2 separate regions of the Gossypium hirsutum genome follow, and region 1 is linked to region 2. The links are chromatin contacts, called in public Hi-C maps. All regions are on one chromosome and are shown on one strand. Each heading gives the region's core, a stretch centred on a gene start, on an enhancer-like site or on the middle of the called end of the contact. The rest is flanking DNA. Distances are from core to core; before and after follow the strand shown. Region 1 has its middle 39 kb from the start of LOC121222819. Region 2 has its middle 30 kb from the start of LOC107914859.

Region 1 (5,185 bases), core at 2,111-4,610, 180 kb before region 2:
GTTTGTTTAATAGTAGTATTCATTATATTTATTTTAAATATTTATACAACTGAAGAATAGGCTAATACATTTTCCCCTGAAAACAGTTCTTGGCCTGAATTTTCTTTCAATTCAAATGATTTCAGGTTATGTTTTATACCTTAGCAGTAATTACATTTGGTACTGCTGTTCCAGCTGGTCAGTTTGTTCGTGGAATAATGATAGGATCAACATATGGCCGTCTGGTTGGTATTTTTACAGTTAATCACTACAAGAAGCTCAATATTGAAGAGGGAACGTAAGTACATTGTTTCTTTTACTTCTATGGAATTTGAATAATCATATCTATATCGGTATTATGATTTCACTCACAATGTTTTATTAATATGCTTTTGGCATTTGGGTCCATGTAACCCCCTCCAAACTAAGCAAATAGGGCTGAAGTTTCCTAAAAAGCTGTAATTAGTCAAGTTAGATAAATATATATATATACTTGTCATAAGAAAAGAAGGGGGGGGGGGTTTATACATAAACATGACAGAGAGATCTTAATTTAAATAAAGAATATGTCCCACTCGTGTTATGACCTGTTTTTGCAGTCAATGGTAATCATGTTTCTTAATTGCCTTTGTCTCTTTTGTTTAGTGATTCTTAAGAGTCCCACCTTTCTTTTTGCATACCATTCAATATCATTGCTGAAGTGCTCTACAATTTGGTGTATTTGCAGATATGCACTTCTGGGAGCTGCTTCTTTTCTTGGTGGTTCCATGAGGATGACAGTTTCTCTGTGTGTCATCATGGTCGAAATCACAAATAACTTGAAACTTCTACCTCTTATTATGCTTGTTCTTCTTATATCGAAGGTATAAAGTTTATTGTTGATAACTTTATCAATTCTTGATTGACATGGTCTAAATGTCCTTGCACTTCTTCCCTCCCAGGCTGTTGGTGATGCTTTTAATGAAGGCTTATATGAAGAACAAGCACGACTGCGTGGTATTCCGTTGCTGGAATCAAGACCCAAGTATGAGATGCGGAAAATGACTGCCAAGGAAGCCTGCAGAAACCAGAAGGTTAGTTGATTGATCTGCTTTCACTGACAAGGATGCCGTGGTTTTGTGTTGTTTTGGTATAAAAATAATCTCTAGTGTAGATACGAGCTGATAATCATGCAAGTGCTTAAAGCAAAGGACAACTTTTACTCCTAAGCTGCTCGCTTTTCTACATTTGTAGGTTCTCTCACTTCCGCGGGTTGTAAAGGTTGCAGATGTGGTCTCTATTTTGCAGAGCAACAAGCATAATGGCTTTCCCGTAAGCTTAGCTTTCACATAGTGTCTCTAGTTCAATGTTAGCAATTATGAAAACAGTATTTCATTGTTCACCTTACCTAGGTAATTGATCACACAAGAAATGGAGAAACACTTGTTATCGGACTTATGCTTCGGAGGTACAACAAATGACATTTTTTCGCTCCCAGAGGTTTTGCTCTTTATATTGTAGAGCAGAAGCATGCTTGGAAGAACTAACTGCTGCGCTTTGCTTATAATGCAGTCACCTACTGGTGCTTCTTCAATCTAAGATAGATTTCCAGCATAGTCCTTTGCCTTGTGATCCCAGAGGTGGATCCCAGGGATTCGGTAAGTTGAAGTCTGCTATAAGTTTTAATTCTATAGTTTCATTCTGGCTTTTTATTCAGTTCAGCTTAAGAGTAAATAGCTCCCTTTGTTTACAGGCACAATTTTAGTGAATTTGCTAAACCTGTTTCAAGTAAAGGAATATCAATAAATGATATTCATCTTAGTTCAGATGACCTAGAAATGTACATAGATCTTGCACCATTTTTGAATCCCTCACCATATGTTGTACCGGAAGATATGTCATTAACAAAGGTGATTTCTTTTTTACAGTGTTGCTTTTAACAGATTATCATGTTTGTTACAGTATCTTTGTCTTTTACTTGTTAATGGTGACGGTATAGGTTTACAATATTTTCCGGCAACTAGGATTGAGACACATATTTGTTGTTCCCCGTGCATCTCGTATGATTGGTGTGATCACTAGAAAGGATTTGTTGATTGAAGAGGTACTTTTAGCTGCATCAGCTTTTTCTTAAGATTTTTAATTTGGACTCTATAGTAATTTGAACGTGTGATCTCTTATGTCACAGGAAACTGATTCAACTACAATGGAGCTCCAATCAACTAGTGTAAGGTCTCTCTGCTGCCTTACTTTCTGTTTACAAAATTTTAATTGACTGAGAACGTATAAAGTATGTGGAAATCCTAATCTCAACTTGACACCTGTCTAACCTCACCAAACAGACTTTAAAGCTATATCGCGGACTCTCTTTCAAGTCACTAAGGTGGTTATGTGCAAATCTCAAGGGTGGAATGAGAACTATAATCTGCCTAACTAATAATGTAGTGTGCAAGTCCACGTGTAGGCACAACAGTAAAAATCATTCAGTTTTGGTTTTAAGGTAGTATGCTCCTATCTCCGAAAATGGCCTTTCGAATTTTCTTTCTCCTACATGTCAACTAAAGTGTAAGATAGGTCTCTTTGACTTAATAACTAGTAACATCTTCAGATGTTAAGGTGCGTCTGAACTTGACAATAGAAACTCTATTAGTATTCCTATGGCAAGCATATATTATCTTGGTGTGTTCACGTTCTCTCTTCTGTAAGTGTTTCATGGGCATATATCTCCACATCAATTATCTAACTTGTCTGAGGGACCGAGCAACCTTTTTAGCTCGGACAGTGTAGGGTGAGTAAATATATTTTAATTCTGTGATTACTACTTAATAATTAAAATTTATTTTATATGAATATAAATATAAATATTAATCTTTAATATCTAATATATTTTATTATCTTTGGCATTTTCAGTATTTGCTTTGATTTCTGTTTTATTTTTAGGTTTAATGGTAGAGGTCAGCGACATGAGAAAAGATTGTTGGTAGGAAATGCAGATGCAGAGCGCCCACTTCTGAATGGTCTTTTGATTCAGGATCATGATATTCAACATCATACGTCTACTACATAACATATTACGGTTCTTCTCCTAAGCTCAAATTCTCATTTTCTACATAAATTTGTTCGAACGGTTAGGTTAGATCCGATATACCACACTGACTGGAACGCTGTATCATATTATTAGAAAATGAAAAATGTATAATAGCTTTGATAGGCAAGTTGTATTTAACGGATTATCTCTTCAATTTCATATCGGATTTCGCAAGTTTAAGTTGCTCACTCGGGAAGCTTGGTGATGGAGTTACAAATGGTTAAATTTTGAGTTCACACAACGTGTAAAGGGTATAAAAGACCGATTGATTGAGGGCGAAGACTTTTTGTGTAGTCAAGAATTGGGGTCTCATGATCACTAGTCAATATGTTTTTCCTTTTCTTGCACGCCTTTTATAGTTCATGGTTTGATACTTTGGGGTCCAATTCGGATAGTGATGTTGAACCGTTCAAAACCATTATCAAATCGGAAATCAGGATCGTTTGAATTTATTTAAAAAATCGATTTAATCGGTGTTTTAGTAGTTTTATGAATTTTTGTTTTATGTTTCATACATTATTTAGTCCAATTTTATCTAATCCAATAATTCAACCAAAGAAAAATTTAAATGAAAATGAAAAAAAAAAACAGAACAAGGAATGAGAAGAGAGAATCTGCACTGCTGAGAGAAACTTGATAAAACTATAAAAGAAAAAACTTGATGAAACTTGATGGTTCTGAGAAAAATTCTACAAAGCAAAGAGTGAAACTGAAAGATTTTGAATATATATCTCTATATATATGCAATATTGATGAAAGCATAAAGCAAATTTCAAAAAAAAAAAAAAAGAAAGATGAAGAAGAAGAAAGTGATTAAACAAATAAAGAAAAATGGAAGTGATAGATTGAGAAGGTGGCAGACGGCAGATAAAAAAACTAATGGTGAGCTTGGATAGGCGGTGCGTTTATCTGCGGTTAGTGTAAAAATAGCAGTGGCGGTGAGATTAGATACTGTAGCGTGAGACAAAAAGTAAACTAAACGCACCGCAACGCACCCAATCGCTCATCCAAACCCACTCTAAGGGAAGTTAAATATCCTAATATTTGGGTTATTGAGCCCAGTTAGATAAAAAGATGGATAATAAAGTATTGGGCTTGGTATGGTTTATTTTTAAAACTTTTAAATAAAATGAAAATTTAAAATTTATATATTATATAATAAAAATAAATTCTGGTTGGATTGCCAGTCTAACCGATTTGAATTGGGAATAGTGGTCTGGTGGATTTGACCACCAGTCCGGTTTAAAAGAGCATTGATGAAAAGCTTTTATTTGAGTTCCTTAAAAAGATTTGGTTTTTATTTTATTATTTTGAAAGGTTTAACTTTTACGTAAGTATTTGTTAAAAGGTATAGTTTTAATTTAAGCAGTTAATCTTAATAAATTATTAGGAAAATAGAATTGATATTACGTGTAGAAAAATAAATTAACAATTTGATAAAGATATTGTAAGGTCAATTATTGTATAGAAGATTGATTTATATGTTTTCTAAGTGTCTCCTATAGGTATTGTAAATTTGCTTTTAGTTGAAGGCATGAGTTTCCTTGATTTATCTATAGTTAATTTTGGTTAGGACTTTGGTTCTCCTGCTTTCAACTAAAAATGAAAAACATATTGATAGTTTTGAAGGAACATAGAAAGAGATGGATGATAGGAGATGCTATAAAAACTAGGCTTTTATGAAGAGAGTATAGAGATTTGAGTAGGGGTGTGTATTTAGTTAATCGACCCGAAATAGTTATAACCGAATTAACTGACTTTCCAAAATTTTTAACCGTTAACTGAACCGAATTTAAAAAAAAACATTAACCGAACCGAAATTTTTTCGGTTAATTAGGTCGGTTAACCAAATTAACCGAAAATTGTATGGTTTTTATTTTTGATTAAAAATTAACCGAATTAATCGAATTACCCGAATTGAATCACTACATAATTAAAAATATTACATAAGTCTTTGAATCACTACATAATTAAAAACATTACATAATTATTGAAATTAACACATAGTTGAAATGTAAGTCTTTAATATTCTCCATTTATATTCATTTCTTCTCTCCAAAAAATCTCCATTTGCGTTAAACCTAAACAAAAAACATGTGTAATTGGGTAGATACTAAGAGTTAGACTTTAGTTTTATTT
Region 2 (4,658 bases), core at 1,019-3,518:
ATTATTTTAATTATTTTTTGTTGAGATGGATCAATTTGCTCATTTTCGAAATTGAGAAGGACCAAATGGATATTTACACCAATTTGTTGTTTGAATTATTTAATTTATTTGAATTGTAAAATTCAACTCGACTCAAACTCAAAAAATCGGATTACTTATTTGAGTTGACTCAAAGAAACCAAAAAACTCAATTCGATTAATTCAAAATTTGATTTTTTTTAATTTTTCAAATCAAAACGAGTTTTACTCACCCCTAACTTTTTCAACAGTGGAATATTAGGAAAATGCAAATATTACTCTTTTGTAAAATGCCCACATAAATGCTTCTAAGTTTCTCCATTTTCCAAATCAATCTTTAAATCTAAGTTAAGTCAATCTCACCTCTCTTTACAATTTAATCCAAGCTCAATCAAGACCCATTAGCTAAAATAAAAATAAAATAAACCAATAATAAGTTCTCAACTCTAGAATTAGAATTTCAGATATTAAATTCACCACCCAAAAAAGTATTTCTCGTTAAACCTTACATTATATTATCAAATTTTCATGAAATTCAATATTAGAAATTTCAAGTCGTTAAACAACTCACTCAAGTCTCCGTGTTGTACTGTAATATCAATGATCATTATTGACATGGGCCGCCACATCAGATTTACAATGGTTGACTAAACGACAGTTAATGGCCATGTTAGCAAGACCATTAGAATTTAATGGTCACTCATTAAATCTAACGGACAAAAGGTTTAATTGATGAACTTTGTAGATTGAAAAACTTAATTGGGTGAATCTTAAAAGATTCAGATGAATTTAATTGATGTTTTGAAAATATTTGGAGTGCTTTTATTTGTATTAAACTAAAATGAAAAGCTAAAATCACTATTTGACTTCTAAAGTATATTCTTTTTCCTTCTATCATACTTAATTTTTTTTATCTAATTTAGTACCTAAAGTATCGTTATGTTATAGTATTTAGTCCATTTTACTAACATAAGTTAAAAAAATGGTGACCAATCAAATCCCACCACATCTTTCTTTTATAAAAATATATAATTTTTTATTAAATATATATATAAACCAATGTTTTTTAAACTGGATCATTGGTCAAACCGATCAGGCCATCAGTTCGCTGGTTTGACCGGTCCAATCAGTCGGATTAAAAAATTATTAAAAAATTAAAAAATTTTAAAAATCCTGATTCAATCGATTTTTAGTTGGTTCAACCAATTTGCACCGGTTCTCGATTTAACCGATTCAAAGTCATTTTCCAAACCAATTCTCAGTCTGACCAACTAGTATGGTCTGGTTCAAACAACAGTGATATAAAATTTTAAAAATATAAAAATAAATATATATATAAATCTTGAAAATCTAAAAATGATAAAAAAATAATTAAATATTTTTAACAAAATTTCAAGAATCATTTGGGTATTTCTTGATCTTTTATCTTGTCCTCCTTCATCAAAACTCATCTCATTTGATAATTCTTCATCTTCATTTGGGTAATTCTTCACCATCAAATCTTTCTTCTTCTTCAGCATCCTAACACCAAAAAGATAAAAATCCACTAATTCCATTAAATAATTAAATGTTTTTAATTCTTAAAATAAAAAAATTTCTGGGTTACACTTTGAAGAAGAAGAAGAGACCATAATCTTGTTTTCTATATGCTTTATTTTTGTCAAGTCCTCAATTGCTAACACTAGCTAACAAGTGCTTGTTACTGAAACAAGAAAACCAAAAAGGGAAAAATCAACACAAAGAAGAAAACTCATCTTATTTGGTTTTAGGGTTCAATGAGCTCCAAGCCTTCGTTTTGAATCCGAACGATGAAAAGAAAGACGCACCGTGCGAAAAATTACCTTGCTCGATGTTTGAGAAAAAACATAGACTATAGTTTAGGGAAAATTCAATATTTTTAGGAAAGTTAATAATTAAGAAAACCAATAAATAATATAATATTTATTTTTAATAAAAAAAATTATATTATAAAATGAAAAATGACAAGTTACACGATTTAATTAGTCAAATTTATTTTAGCGTCTGTTAAAAAATGAACTAAAAACTATAATAGAATAATATTTTAGATACTAAATTGGACTATAAAAAATTAAATTACCAAAATAAAAAAGTGAATATATACTTCATGAGTCAAATAGTGAAAGATGTTCTGGAATTGAAAAATAGTCCAAAGAATCGGCCTGATTGGAAGCTTTGGGCTTTAACAGTAGGTCCCCTTTCCTTAACCCAAAACCCATGCTTGAAAATTCCCAAAGTAACCCAACGACAATGGAAACCTCTTTCGATTTTCTCGTCTACCTTGTCGATCGGATCTCAACTAAACCAAAATCCTTCTCTCATGTTTCGTAGACTCCCTCCTTTCTTTCACCCTAAACCTCTTTCACTTCTCCTCCCCAACAAACCTACTTTTTCAACATCCCAGGCCATTCTTTTACACTTCAACCATCAAAATGGCTGATACCCAAAAGTTCTATTCCTTTCCTTCCCTTGACAAAGTCTCTAAACCAGAGTTACTTCGTGCTTTGGAGTCTTCTCTAGGCTCTTCTTTTAGCTCTGACCGAATTTGCCGCGCCCCCAACCCTTTAATCATTGTTATAAGTGGTCCAAGTGGGGTAGGCAAAGATGCAGTCATCAAAAGACTCAGAGAAGTTAGAGAAAATCTTCATTTCGTTGTTACTGCTACGAGTAGAGGAATTAGGCCTGGTAAAGTTGATGGCAAAGATTACTATTTTGTGTCAAAGGAAGAGTTTTTATCGATGGTTGAAAAAGATGAGCTTGTGGAGTATGCTGTAGTTTATGGTGGTTACAAAGGAATACCTAAGAAGCAGATAAGAGAGTTTATGGCAAAAGGGTGTGATATTGTGTTGAGAGTAGACATTCAAGGGGCAGAAACATTAAGGAAGACACTTGGAGATTCTGGGGTGTTCATATTTTTGGTGGCTGAGAGTGAGCTGGCGCTCATTGAGAGGCTGATTGAGAGGAAGACTGAGAGTAAGGAGGAATTGCTACTCAGGATTGCTACCGCCAGAGAGAGGTGAAGTTTGTTAAGAGATTCGATTATGTTGTTGTGAATGCACATGGGAAGCTTGAGGAGGCTGTTAATTTGGTGGGATCTATTATCGATGCTGAGAAGGCTAAGGTTAGGCAGAGGACGCCATTCATTTGAGATTTTGACTTCTTCACTTTGGTTTCTTTTACTTCTTGTTGAATTCTGTGTTATTGGGAATGGTTAATCTGAATGAAAGAGCAGTACAATGGTTCATTATGATATCATACCAAGATTTATTACACTTTTTCAAACTGCATGCTGAAATAGAAATTTGTCGAGGTTTCATGTATGTAAGCAGGTCTCGGCTCTTGAGCCCTAAGTTCATTATATTGTAAAGATCTGCATTTTAGGCCAAGTAGTAACTGGGAGTTCCTTTGCTCCATATTCTTGTTTTAATGGCATTGTTAAATCTGGTTGGACGCACTGGCACTCTGCCTAACACGTACCCTTTGAAACTAAGTAGATGTAATACAACAGTTAACGTGTTATGCTGTAAATTAGTTTACAGAATGATGCTTGCTCATTTTAACAACACTGATAGAAAAGTTCAATTTCAGTTGTTAGAGAGATTTATTTTCCCGGAAAAGTTGGCTCTACATTGCTGTTTCTGAATGTGTCTGTTTAAAGTTTTGATTGTTTGGGGCATCAGAAAATCACCAAAATGAAAGGATGACAAGTAGAAACCAATAGTAGGAAGATGCCAAGTTGAGATGATGTGACAGTATCCTATCAGCAAGGACAACAAGATCCTTCTTCATTCTTTACACTTTCAACTTGACTGTTCTCTTGTGAGAAGTGCCAGCAGCACAATGACACGATTGAACCCAGTACACATCTTGATTTCATTTAGTCTAACTGTGCCATTATTTGCTTGGATTTTGGTTTCCTTTTCTCCGAATGAATTGCTTGCTTTGGTCGTCTTGTAATCTTTTTCCTTATTAATGATTGTTCTTGCACTGGCTTAAGTAACAAATCACACTCTTGTTTCTTGAGATGGTTGAAGAGCAATTTAAGATAGATGATGTTCCTTACAAGTAGGAGGTCACAGTTTTTTGCTACCAACTCGACTCATTGATGGTATTGTGCAGCTTCTTGGTAGTTAAACTTTGTTGTATTTTGTTGATTCAAACTCTAAACTTAGTATGAGATTTCATCAAATTTTCTTACCTTTGGCCTCAAAAGTTCTACCAGTCTCTGCATTTCAGTTTTCGTTTGTAGACTACTAATATCTTTCTGGCTCAAATGTGTGTTGTTTACTTGCTATCATTCGGCCTGAATAGAAATGCCGTCATTGACCAAGGTCTATCGTTTAGGACAGTGTTAATATGATTCTATCTGATCAACTGGTTGAAATAGTTCAATTGAGATTTGGTGTTCTGTAAGATTCAGTAGATATCATAGGATCAAATATTTTGTGAATAGGTTGAATTGATAAATTAAAAAAAGAAAAATCAGTTTTAGTTCTTTCAAAAGAAAATTTATTTTAAAATTTTGCATGCGATTTGCTTTTTAATTTTTTTAGATTTGTATTAGAAGTTGTTCCCTTTAGTTCATAGATTTAGGGTTAGTATTTTGCTAGTATCTTTTTTTT

What was found. A called contact is a pair of places that touch in the nucleus more often than the background predicts.
Region 1: a contact with region 2 is called in a Hi-C map of leaf, with 2.5 times the contacts expected there. The contact joins two enhancer-like sites. A contact is called at or near these places in 5 of 34 Hi-C or Micro-C datasets (all in leaf).

The regions. Positions count from the first base shown.
Region 1 is chrD10:35,776,081-35,781,265 of Gossypium_hirsutum_v2.1, reverse strand. It overlaps the pseudogene LOC107914855. Among protein-coding and RNA genes, the nearest start is that of LOC121222819, 39 kb to the left of the region's middle. Within about 2 kb of position 3,360, at least 1 of the 9 cell types and tissues checked has an H3K27ac peak or open chromatin away from gene starts, as enhancers often do. A contact at or near this core is called in leaf, where this site is marked.
Region 2 is chrD10:35,593,706-35,598,363 of Gossypium_hirsutum_v2.1, reverse strand. It overlaps the pseudogene LOC121222445. Among protein-coding and RNA genes, the nearest start is that of LOC107914859, 30 kb to the right of the region's middle. Within about 2 kb of position 2,268, at least 8 of the 9 cell types and tissues checked have an H3K27ac peak or open chromatin away from gene starts, as enhancers often do. A contact at or near this core is called in leaf, where this site is marked.